2 separate regions of the Mus musculus genome follow, and region 2 is linked to region 1. Evidence: chromatin contacts called from public promoter capture Hi-C data. All regions are on one chromosome and are shown on one strand. Each heading gives the region's core, a stretch centred on a gene start, on an enhancer-like site or on the middle of the called end of the contact. The rest is flanking DNA. Distances are from core to core; before and after follow the strand shown.

Region 1 (6,004 bases), core at 2,452-4,951:
ATTTATGAACAATCAAAAAGAAAACATGAAACACAAAGCAACACAGAAAATCTGGCAAGATTATATAAAGTTCAATGGTACAGTGAATGCTTAGAGCTTTTTATACTCTAGATTAAATAATTTGAACCAAAACAAATACTGAATAAACAAACAGGAGGAATACTGAGAGGAGGCTAAATATAGAAGACAGAACAGAAAATCATGAAAGAAAAGCCAATGGTTCACCATTATTATGATTTGAATATGAACTTCTGAATTGAACAGATGACCAATTAATTGGTCAAGTGACCAGTCATCTACTTAAAAAATATTTGTTATGTTTATCAAGAACACACAGGCAACCTGTTGAGCACAAATTCAATCATGAATATTAATTAATCTTCTTTTAAGATTAGGAAAGCATAGCTCTGGGTGTGTTGTGAATTTTTTTTTCCTAGACAGAGGGTGATCTAAGGGAAGTAGCATGTGATCTGGATGACACAAGCTTGAAATATCCTATTTCACCAACTAGAGAAGGAATTGCAAGACTCACTTGCCAAGGATAGGAACCCTTTTCCACCTGGCTTCCTCCAACAATGCGACTGAAAAGGCTAAAGTAATTCTGAGGTTGGGGCTTAACCAAACTCTGCCCACAGTCAGGATCTGGGAAAAAGACAAGATAGACACTGAGTGATTAATTTCTAGGACTAAGATATAGTGAAGAATTTTCCAAACAAGAACAAAATGCAGTATATGGGATATGTAAAGAAATTACAATACGGCTTTAAGTTAATGGATGGGATTAGATGTGTTTTGAAGAACAGATTACTCAGTTTTGTCACACATAAGATGTGTGCTGTTGAGAGAGAGAGCTTCTATGGTGCGTGTGTGTGTGTGTGTGTGTGTGTGTGTGTGTGTGTGTGTGTGTGTGTTTATCCATGTGTGGGCATATTAAGGCGAGAGGTCAACTTTGACTATCTTCCTTAGCCCATTGTTTTTAGAGACAAGATCTCTCACTAGCTTGCAACTCTCCAGCTAGCCCCAAGGATCTGCCCATCACTGACTCTCAACAAGTGCATTTGGGAATGCACATTACTGTATCACCTTAAAAAATGGTTTCTGGGGATTAAACCCAGTTCTTTGTGCTTGCATAGAAAGCAGTGCTGACTGAACCATTTTTACCCAGACCAAGGACTGACTTCTATTTTTTTATTAGATATTTTCTTCATTTGCATTTCAAATACTATCCTTAAAGTCCCCTATACCCTCCCCCGCCATGCTCCCCAACCCACCCACTCCTGCTTCTTTGCCCTGGCATTCCCCTGTACTGGGCATATGATCTTTGCAAGACCAAGGGCCTCTCCTCCCATTGATGGCTGACTAGGCCATCCTCTGCTACATATGCAACTAGAGACACAAGCTCTGGGGGTACTGGTTAGTTCATATTGTTGTTCTTCCTATAGGGTTGTAGACCCCTTTAGCTCCTTGGGTACTTTCTCTAGCTCCTTCATTGGGGGCCCTGTGTTCCATCCAGACTGAGCATCCACTTCTGTATTTGCCAGGCACTGGCATAACATCAAAGGACTGACTTCTAATGTGAAGGTTAACTGCTGCAGGGATAATTGGCACTGGGTTGTCAGGAATTCAGTCTCTTTTCTTTCAGAGCTCTCTGGTCTCAAAAAAAGAGAGGTACTTTGTAGTATCCTGCGACACTCACACTCACTGTGTACCAAGATGATTGTTTCTGGCTTTCAACCCAGGTAGACTGTGGACTCCACAACAATGGGGATACCTTCCTCCCTCCCTCCCTCCCTCCCTCCCTCCCTCCCTCCCTCCCTCCCTCCCTTCCTTTCTTCCTTCCTTCCTTTTCTTTGTGAGAGAATTTCATTTCAATATGGAGCTCAGGATGACCTTAAGTTCATGTTTTCCCTGCCTCTGCTTTTGGAAGTCTGCTTTTGGATTACAGGTGTGTAACATCACATCTAGCATAGGCACAATGGAATTACAAATTCACATATGCAGAGTTGCTTAGTTAACTTATGGATGATGCTGTAGTCTGTCCTAGTTTTTAATTGTGTCTATCTCTCTCTCTCTCTGCTCTGCCTATGAGACTGAGTCTTTAATGCATGCCTGCCACACAGTTAGATATGAAGAAATTTAATTAGATTTACTATAGGGCAAAAAATACATTGTTCAGGAACAGTGGTATGATGATAGTTTTAATTCACACACTGGTGTTAAGACAGGTGCCTGTCAGGTAAAGAGAAGACATAACTTAACAAGAAAGCCTTCATCCCCGACAACACTTCAATATGTGTGCATTTATGTGGGCTTTTGACTTCTTAAGTAAGGGGTGAGTTTAAATTTGTTTAATTACACTGTGCAATTCTGTGTTGAATTTGTTTCTCTTGAGGTTATTTTTTCCTATGAAGTTTCCAAGAGTGCATATAAAACTCTCCATCATTATCACTGAGCTTCTTCACCTAGATGGCTCTTTGAATGCTTACTACCACTTCATCTGAAAAGTCTTCCTTGATTTCTTCAAACTGGGACCTGGATCTCTCCCACAATATAGCACTCTTTCTCTCCACTCCCTGTTCCCCTTTAACAGTTCTTTCCAAGCTATGTTATGAGAGTAAATTGTCTCCTTCCCTCATTGGACTACAGAATTCTTCAGTGAGATACTTAGGAATGTGGGTCCTATGCATACACACTTCTAAGGTCTAGCACAGTTCCTGGCTTACAAGTTACACCTGAAAGCATGGCTGATTGAGCACATGACTTTTCTTGGGACTATATCCTTAAGAGGAGAGCTACTTAGATCGTCTTTAAAGCATATAAAGCTCTCCCATATAATTTATTTCTTAATCCCCACACATTGCCTGAAAAAAGGACTTTCATCTTCATGTAGAAGACGTGAAAACTAAAAATCAATGAGACCTGTATCTAATAACAGCAAAACATGAAACGACCAATTGTGGTTTCATTCTGAGCCCATTGCATGTATGATCAAAAGCTGTTCCAGCTGCTTCAGATGGATGAGTCATAAATCTGCTAGACATAAAATTTAGTATTACCTGAAGTCACTGAAGCAGAGACAGAAAACATGTTGATTCTCTGGGCTGGCACAAGTCCGACTACAGACAAGCTTGCCAACAACTGTTTTAAGCTCATTATAATCAATGCAAAAATATTTATACTATATGTCAGTGAGCATGCATCATATGGTTATTAGGATAATTTCCCTGAAGATTCTAAATACTTCCAAACCTGTTCTGATCTCCCAGAATTTGCTCCATGGAAGAATACCAGGTTGTGTAATGCTTCCAAATAAGTGGCCAATCCTAGGTCAGTTGGTAAAACTAGGAGAAAATACTTAGGGTCCCTACAACTGTTTATATTTATTTCATATTATTTCAATTCCATATGCTTATCACAGGAGAAAATTCCAGAGAAATATTTTTGAGAACCAATTACATTTCTGAAGTAATTTGCTTCTCTTGTATTCCCAAGGGAACAAGAGGTGGAGACGTTACTCTGATTTGCTGCAAGAGTGATCCCACCAGACAAAAAACAAAACAAACCAACCAACCAAACAAAACCGAAAGTAGTTATACACTTAATTTGAAACTTACTTCTTATGGAGGAAAGGGTTTCAGAATGACCTTGTTCCAAGCAGACCATTCCTAATATTAAAATCAGCTTGTCCTTGCTGATAGGCATGTTGAGATTCAACGCTTCCTCCTGAAACGTAGAGAGGCTGAAGGAAACAAAGGCAGCAAGCTTTGGAAGAATAGCAATAATCCAACTTAAAACAAGCTTATTTATTAACTGAGACTGGAGGCATAAGATGTCTTTGCATGTGGTTTCTTGAAAATGTTTTTTGTTAGATGTGGGGAATCAACTACAAAACTGAAGTCTTGACTGAGCAGCATAACATTCTATTCCACCTACATCAATAAGTTGCTTCCTCCAGTGTTCCTGGCTTAGCAAAGTGGTTTGTGTTTGAGGTTTTGTTGTGATTGTTACTTGCTCCTTTTTCTGTAAGAGGATTAAATATTTGTGTGTAATACTTCTAGCAAGATGCAAACAACTGTGTACTTATCCCTGATAGGTAATTGAGAACAGATTAAAGTAAGGATACCACCAATATCCAACTTGGTGAACCAATGTATTTTATTGGCATTACTTACAGGACTATGGATGAGGGGTTAGTCACAGGAGCTGAAATGACTCAAAGACAGTGCATTAACAAAAGCCTACTCCAGCATGGGTGACAAATTATAAAAGATTGAGACCTAGAGCACAATATAGTCTGTAGACAGTTGAACAAATTGAAGTGTCCTTTGTAGGCAGTTTTGTTGGTTTGAGTCTTTTCTAGACAGCTCAGTGGATCCAAGATTGTATTTCAGCAGTCTTTACTGCTTACATATGCTAGAGAGAGACCTAATGAATCTTACTAGTTTCACTGACTTCATAATATCTTTGTTTACTTCTTGAGCCTTAACTAGGCTCCCTTTACAATATCCTAAGTCTTAAGGAGGTTCTTTCCATGATAAAATGTTTTATTTCCTAAGGATTTGCTACACAACAAATATCAACATTGTCCCTTTGCAAGGGTAGATATTCTTAGCTGTTTGCAAACAGCCCACCAGAATGTACTAAAACACTTTACTCCCGTTCTTTTCCAAGTGTAACCGCATTAGCATGTATTAGTGAGGAAGAGGAGAAAAAAACCCTAATGCAGTAGCACATTCCATAATACATACTGCTACAGACTCTTAGGATTTTAGGATGCTGTTCATTGGCGTGTTTGTGAAGTTTCATTTCCCCCCATGAAAAAAGTATTCTAGAAGGCTAACAATCTTCACTTCTGTACCTTGTAGATGTCTAGACACAAAAAGTGGCTATAATTACTTCCACATTTTCCTCTTTCCTGGCTGAATTTCTTGGCACGTTGTGCTGGCTAGATTTATATCAGCTTGACACATGGGACTCTCAATTGAAAAAAAAATGCCTTAGAAGCTTTGCTTAGAGGCTAGTCTGTGGTGCATTTTCTAAGGTTACCATTGTTGTGGGAGGGTCCAGCTCACTGTGGGCAGTGTACACCTGGGCAGCTTGTCCAGGACAGTATAAGAAAGGCTGAATAAGCCATGAGGAGCAAGAGAGCTCCACTTCTCCATGGCTGCTGCACTAATTCCTGTCTCCAGGTTTCTGCTTGAGTTCCTGATCTGTTTTACCTGGATGAAGAAATGACTACAAGCTATAACATGAAATAAATATTTTCCTTCACAAGTTGCTTTTGGTTATGATATTTTATCATAGCAATAGAAACCCCAACTAAGACACATAATGTGCAAGAAATGTATGTGGATTGGCAGGGTCATAACCATGTAGGAAACACGAAATGCTTCTGTGAACTTCCTAGAAATCACATATTCAAATATAGCAAATGTCAAGCTAAAAGCCTCCTAACTCCTTTATGATGAAATTTCCAGTTACATAAACTAAATTTATGAATTAACACACACACAAATATAAATGCAAAATAATTATTTCTGTCTTTAATGCAATTCAACTTTATTGTTTAGATTTCTTTCTCTTTAAGTGCTATTATAATTGAAAACATTTTTAGTAGTCATTAGTTATTTGGGAATTGGATCATATTCATCACCCCTCCTCTGAAAATCTTCCCAGATCTATCCCTACTTTCCAACTTCCCCACCTTGTATTCTTATTTTTTCTTCAAAACCTACCAACACTAATTTGTGCTGCCCAAATGTTGTTGGATGTGTTCCTTTCCTTTGGGGCATAGTTGACTTACAAGGGGATACATTCTCAGAGAAAACTGACTCTCTCCTAATGTCTATCAGTTACCAATGGCTCCTTTGCTTCATGTCCAACTTCCCTATACATGATGTTGTTTGGTCTAGTTTGAGGATGTACAGGTCTTGTGTATGCTGGAATGACTACTGTAAGTTCATATGTGAAACTTCTGTTGTATCCAGCAGATAGGCTACTCATA
Region 2 (6,004 bases), core at 2,106-4,605, 1.2 Mb after region 1:
CTTTTTCACTCTTCAAGGCCCAAGTCAACCATTACCCTTTTCTATACATAGAAGATCTTCCTACTTCCAAATTCATTGACTGTCCCTCCTCTGGTCTACTCTTGCAAGCACTCAGTTACTGCTATAGTCATCATTTTTCCCTGTTTATACTGCCAGAGTGAAAATTTCCTGAGAGCGGTCTTGCCCCTTATCCCTGCCACAGCCACCAACCCCTGCATCAGCCTTACACCTGGTAATGTCTAGTAGACATCTGATTGATTTGAATTGCTTTTGCCAGACTGCAGGATCACAATGCCAAGCCACAAGGCAGAGTTCAGCCTGTGCACATATTCATTTATTATTCATACCCCTTTGCTTCCACAGTTGAAAGAGGTGGCCTCGTTTCATAAACTGTTGAACTAAGCATAGATGATGTAGGACTCTACATGGCAGGTCTTCTTATCTGGGGGAATGGATCTTGCTGAGGAGAGCTGGCACTGGGGTCCTCAAGCTTAGGTGGCACACCCCCTTACAGACTGACTCCAGTTTGTCTTTTTAAAAAATGCCTACAGTATAACAAGAATTTAAAATACCAGCAAATACCCCATGCTAACGGTATTTAGACCAGTGGTGAGGAAGGCATCTCGGGCTTACTGCGTAAAAGGGTTTAAGTAGAGATGACCTTGTTCCTGGGGATAAATTTGAAAAGCTTATGACCTTCTTCAAAGTCACTTATATAACTCAACTGTAAGAATGTATAATGTTTAGTCGGCAGTCAACTATAATGTTCTGTATATGGCTTTCCAGAGCATCCCTTTGATTCAGCCACTGGGGTTAACTAAAAAAGTGAGCCAGTGATGTCATCATTCAAGTGGGAAACCCTCCACGAGTTGTGAGTTGAGTGTGAACACTACAAACCCTGTAGAACATCCAGATCCTACCCTGCCACCAGTTTCTAAAAAACATATCTCACCAACATTCTTGTGCAGATCTTCTTTGTCTGTAGAGGGGCTCACAGACTCCGATGCTCGCTCTCTCTCTCTCTCTCTCTCTCTCTCTCTCTCTCTCTCTCTCTCCCTCCCTCCCTCCCTCTCCCCACCATATATACTGACTGAGTCTCCAATAGCTTTTCATATCTCATGTGTACATACTTAGTCATGAAACAGCAACACATTTCCCCTTTCTCTTGAATATCACACACACACACACACACACACACACAAAATATGCACTGGCCTACAAATCCTTGGCTTCCCCATAGCATACAGGTTCTTGGTCCTCCCACATCTCATGTACATACATGTTCTTGGGTACACACACACTCATCCATGCACTGGCAGGCTTCCCGGCTCTTCTGAATCCCACATGCTCACATAGCCCATGCAGAAAAAGAAGCCATGGAAAGCATCTCATTTCTGCACCTCACTCTACCTCCAGATCTTGCTCCCTTAGGACAGAGCCAGGAGTGTCTGTTTAATAGATTCAATTACTTCAGGCTCCAGAGACCTTCCAACTTAATTCTGATTGCATTAAGGTGTCAGAGAATTTGGAAAGAAAGGGGAAAAGACAGCCGCAAAGTATTGATGGGGAAGTCTTCCAGACGCTTGTCATCCTACAGAGGTAGATAGCAAATAATTATAACTTTGTCAGAGGTGGAATGGACAACAGGGAGTTTAGGGGTCAGTGCCTCTCATACACCCTTTTTTCAGGTCTTCGGCCTAAAGGACAGCAGCCTCTGGGGGAGTAGCTTTGCTGCTGTCCTCTGGCTTCCAGGGAAGGAGGGACAAACTAGCCCTCTGCTGCTCTGAAGACCAGGCAGCAGCTTTACACTGCACCCTACTCTTGGGAGATTTTCTTGGGAGGTCCAGTATGACAGTAATAGCCCTTAGGAGGTTAATAAATAACCCAAGTGAACAGGGTTTGGGGAGCTAAGATCTCACTCTAGACAGATAAGGATTTAAGAGTAAACACATGCACAGCACATGGACTACTGGGAAGCAGAGGATGGAGACTGTGGACTGGGAGTTAGTATGTGAATGCTGGCTTCACCGAGGACTACCTGTGCAGCCTTGAGCATTGTGCTTGTCTTCTCTGTGCTTCATTTCCTCTGCTGAAAAAAAAATCTATCTATCTATCTATCTATCTATCTATCTATCTATCTATCTATTTATCTATATATATATATATACAGTTCCTAGGCCAGTCGTTAATGAAGTTATTTAAATCTCACCTAACAAAGCCCCAACCCCTGATAGCTCACCAAGCAGTCCATATATCATCATTATTGTATTTGTAGTTTATGGGTCAGACAAGGCTGAGAAGCTGGAATAAGCCCCAGGGGCAGGTTCTGGCTTGGCTCCAGGGCAGTAAGATGAGACCCACCCTAAACATGGGGGTCATTACCACACTCCTCCCAGTGCTGCCAGAATATCTCTCCATGGAGGCTCTACTGCATATCCGGTGCTGCTGAGCCTAAGGTACACTTGAGGAGTGTATAGGGTCTGTGTTCATCAGTAGTCCCTTCCCTGATCCCCATTATGAGGTTCAGGCTGGCCTTCCAGCCTCCTACGTTGCTGGATACCTGGCCTCTCCCTTCTTCCATCTAGCCCTATTATGGATCTTCCATCTTTCCCTCCCCTGCCTGTTATTAAATGTAGGTCCTCTGTACAGCCATCTCAGCAGCATTCAAGGTTAGGAGGATCTTTCTTGAGATTTTGCTGCCCTCCAAAAGGGCTTTGAGAGATGAGAGACCCTGGTTCAACTTCAGCTCCAACACTTCCTTGTTCCTTGCCCTTCGGTCAAGCCATTTCTCAGACTTCATTCCCTGGGAAATAGGGATAAAATATTTGCTTGTCAAAGCTGTTGTGCCCGCTAATGCTCCAACTTTCTAAGGACCTGGAGTGCAACCGTAAACAGAACTCTTCCCTTGGTTGTGGAAACGTGGATGGGAAGCGTAAGGTCCAAAAGAATGACCCAGGCAGAGGAAACACCGTTTACTTAACTAAAGATCAGAAGGTTATGGAGGCAGGCACATGAAATGGGAAGTTGAGAAGGAAACAGGGACTCAGTCAGTACTCAGACCAGAGGCTCCCTGAGTTGAGTCCAGGGTAAATCTGAGATAGTCAAGGACTGAGGGATAGCTGAGGTCCTAGAGGGAGAAACTGAGGCTAGGTGACAGCATCCTTCCGGCAGAGAGTGGGCATCCCGCGCGGTCTGCATCCACCGGCCAGGGTGGGGTCTCCGTCGAGGCGGGGCCAGGGGCGGGGCGGCGGCTGCCACGCAGGGCTCAGCCTGGGGCGCGAGACCCGGCGCCTGCGGTGCGGACTGCCTCTCCCGCCTCAGGCGCGCTCCAGCCCGCGCGCTCCCGGTGCCCCGCGCACTCCCGCCGCCTCTCCCGAGCGCTGCACCGCGCACAGACAACCGTTCTGGGAGCCCGCGGCCGGGGCCCTGGCGTGCAGAGAGGGCCTCGGCGGGGCCCAGCGGTCGGGCCGGGGAGGATGCGGCCCGGGGCGGCCCGAGAGTTGAGCAGGGTCCCCGCGCCAGCCCCGAGCGGTCCCGGCCACCGGAGCCGCAGCCGCCGCCCCGCCCCCGGGAGACATGACTTCCAAGCCGCATTCCGACTGGATTCCTTACAGGTACGCGGGCCCGGCTTCCCCGGCTCCAGGGCATGTTCGGACCCCCATTCCAACGCTGAGGGCGGGGAGGAGGACGGGAGCGCGCAGCCAGGGCACCCACCATCCTCCGAGTCGGGATGCAGCGTCGGTCGGGGCCATCTGGCCTGGAGGCAGGGTACTGCTCCCTCAGTCTCCTTTCCAACACCGGGAGCGCGGGTTGGAGGTGCCGGGCTTTTCCATCCCAACTTTGAGGGCCTCAAAGCCACCTGCCCTTTTCCACCCTTCTCAACACCCAAAGCTTCTTAAAAGATCTCTAGCCTTGTTGAGTCGGGTGGCACATGGAGAAAGGAACTGCTGTGAGCCAGCCGCCCCCTAGGCCCAGCACCCAGGACATGCGTCTGGATAGCTTGTGCGCACACATCCCTGCATCTTCACGCTTGCACACAAACAGAGCATCTGCGCGCTGGGCCAAATATGTCCCTGCTGTTCAGTTCATATCCCCAAAGCATGGATTTGCTGAGATGGTTAGAACCCAGGCCACATGGCAGCTTACATGTACCCATATATCTCAGTAGACCTTAATTTGGGGGCTGCACAGGTGCATACATTCAAATCTGTGCGTATAGGAATACACCGTATTACCTACTCATAAGTACTATTCAGTACCTTTCAGAGATGCTTGTTAGTGGAACTAGCTCACAATTCAGAGAATTGCTCTCACACACGCTCACGTGCACTCAAGAGCATTGACCAACCTCCTGTTCCTGGATACTTGGTTGGGCAGACCTAAGAGAGACTCGGGTTTTCTTGTGTGGGTGGTGGGGGAGGGGTGGTCTCCAGCCTCACACAGGTGCAGGCCTTTCTCCATCCACTACTCAATTCTATTACCAGGGAAAAGAGCTCATTGCCATAGCAGCGCCACATCCGTGGCCACTCATTGGCTCTCTAGTTGCCATGGGCTACCGGGCTGTCTCTAAAGCCTCCTGAAGAGGCATGTGTGTAAAAAGGGAGCTGGACTGCTAAGACCCACTTTTTATTGCTGACCCAGGTGCACATTTGTTGGTTTGCAGAATCAGACACTCAGGACCCACATAGCCCATGAAGGAAAGTGATCCTGACAGAGTCCTTCCAAAGAGTCGGTCCAGACAGAACCCCAATTAGAAACCAGCTCGAACTGCCTGAAGCTTGTTAAAAGCGGGTCTTTCTACCAACAGGCACCTGTCATAGGCCTGGGAATTCAGCGATTTTTTCTCGAGAATAATTATTGCCTCTGAGCTCAGCCTCTGTGGGGGCTTTTTGAGTTATTTTCTGTCTTACCACCAACACACACAGAGACACATGTAGACAGAGAGTCATACACAGGCTCCTGCAGACATGTGAGCCCACACCTCAGTCTCACATGGATAAGGGAGAAACCTCCAATTGGGAACTGGGGCCTGAGTTGTACTAACTCAGAAGACTATGTGCCCTTGACATATATCCAGGATGAGGGTGCAGATAGTGCTGAGGCCATTCTGGTATTTTCTTGACTCATGTGCAGCCTTACAGAGTATCTCTGACCATTTGTCTGCCAGCAGAGGTGGAAGGCAGTGCCTATGGACTGAACAGACAATAGTGCTGTGGAAGTATCTTCAAGGAGATCAGTTGTTGGGTAGTGGCCAGCCACAGGCTACACTGTGACTGTGGCAATAATGCTGTGCTTAGGTTTTGCAAAATGGAAGGCTTGGCTGGTTATGGTTCAAGACTGATTCTACCAGGGACCCAAGGACTAAAGCAACTTGCAAAGCTTGTAGAGAAAAAAAAAAAAATCTACCTCAAGCTAAGAGGGTTTAGTCTGCGCCTAGGAAAAGAGACCTCTGGGAGATAGGATTATCTCTGAGAACTCTATTGCAAGTGCCCAGGGCATTGATATCCTGAAATGGGTGATTGGCACTCAACCCAGCCTAAGCCTAACCATCCCCCATTCTCCCTCCCACACTCAGCTGAAAGCACAGAATCCTGCCACCCTGGAAGCCTAGCCCTGAAGGCAGCTTGGCACCCTGTGGCCCACCCTGCTTCCTCTCTCCCTTCCTGTCACCTGCCTTCTTGTTCTGTGCAGTGGGGAGAGTGGGTATTCAGCTGGGGGTGGGCTGCCATCAGGAGGAGCCTCCTCTGCCCTGTTCAGTCTTTCTGAGCATGCGCAGAGCCTGGAAAAGCACTGGGTTTGGGAATAGACTTCCTAGTAGGGAAGACCTGTGCTGAGAGGCGATCCAAATGGCCCTTTGCATCACTAGGCTGTGGATTGCAGGCAAAGCCACAGGTCTGTCTGGTGGCAGAAAACTGGGACAGAAGACAAAGCACAGTTCTTGGCAGCTAGGCAGGGGGCAGCATGCATACACGTGCTTTGCCTAGTGTGAGGTTTTCCCTAATGC

What was found. Promoter capture Hi-C pulls out the DNA fragments that hold promoters and counts their contacts.
Region 2: a contact with region 1 is called in a promoter capture Hi-C map of second pharyngeal arch cranial neural crest, with 4 times the contacts expected there. The contact joins the promoter of Tub here to the promoter of Ovch2 in region 1. A contact is called at or near these places in 7 of 39 promoter capture datasets (the C10 cell line, cranial neural crest, embryonic stem cells and 3 more) and 1 of 9 other capture datasets (liver).

What each region holds. Positions count from the first base shown.
Region 1 is chr7:107,797,478-107,803,481 of GRCm38.p6, forward strand. Ovch2 (ovochymase 2) reads right to left here and starts at 3,702. Exons shown (of 16, transcript NM_172908.3): 1 at 3,615-3,702; 2 at 533-642. The coding sequence starts at 3,702.
Region 2 is chr7:109,007,525-109,013,528 of GRCm38.p6, forward strand. Tub (tubby bipartite transcription factor) reads left to right here and starts at 3,356. Exons shown (of 12, transcript NM_021885.4): 1 at 3,356-3,614. The coding sequence starts at 3,577.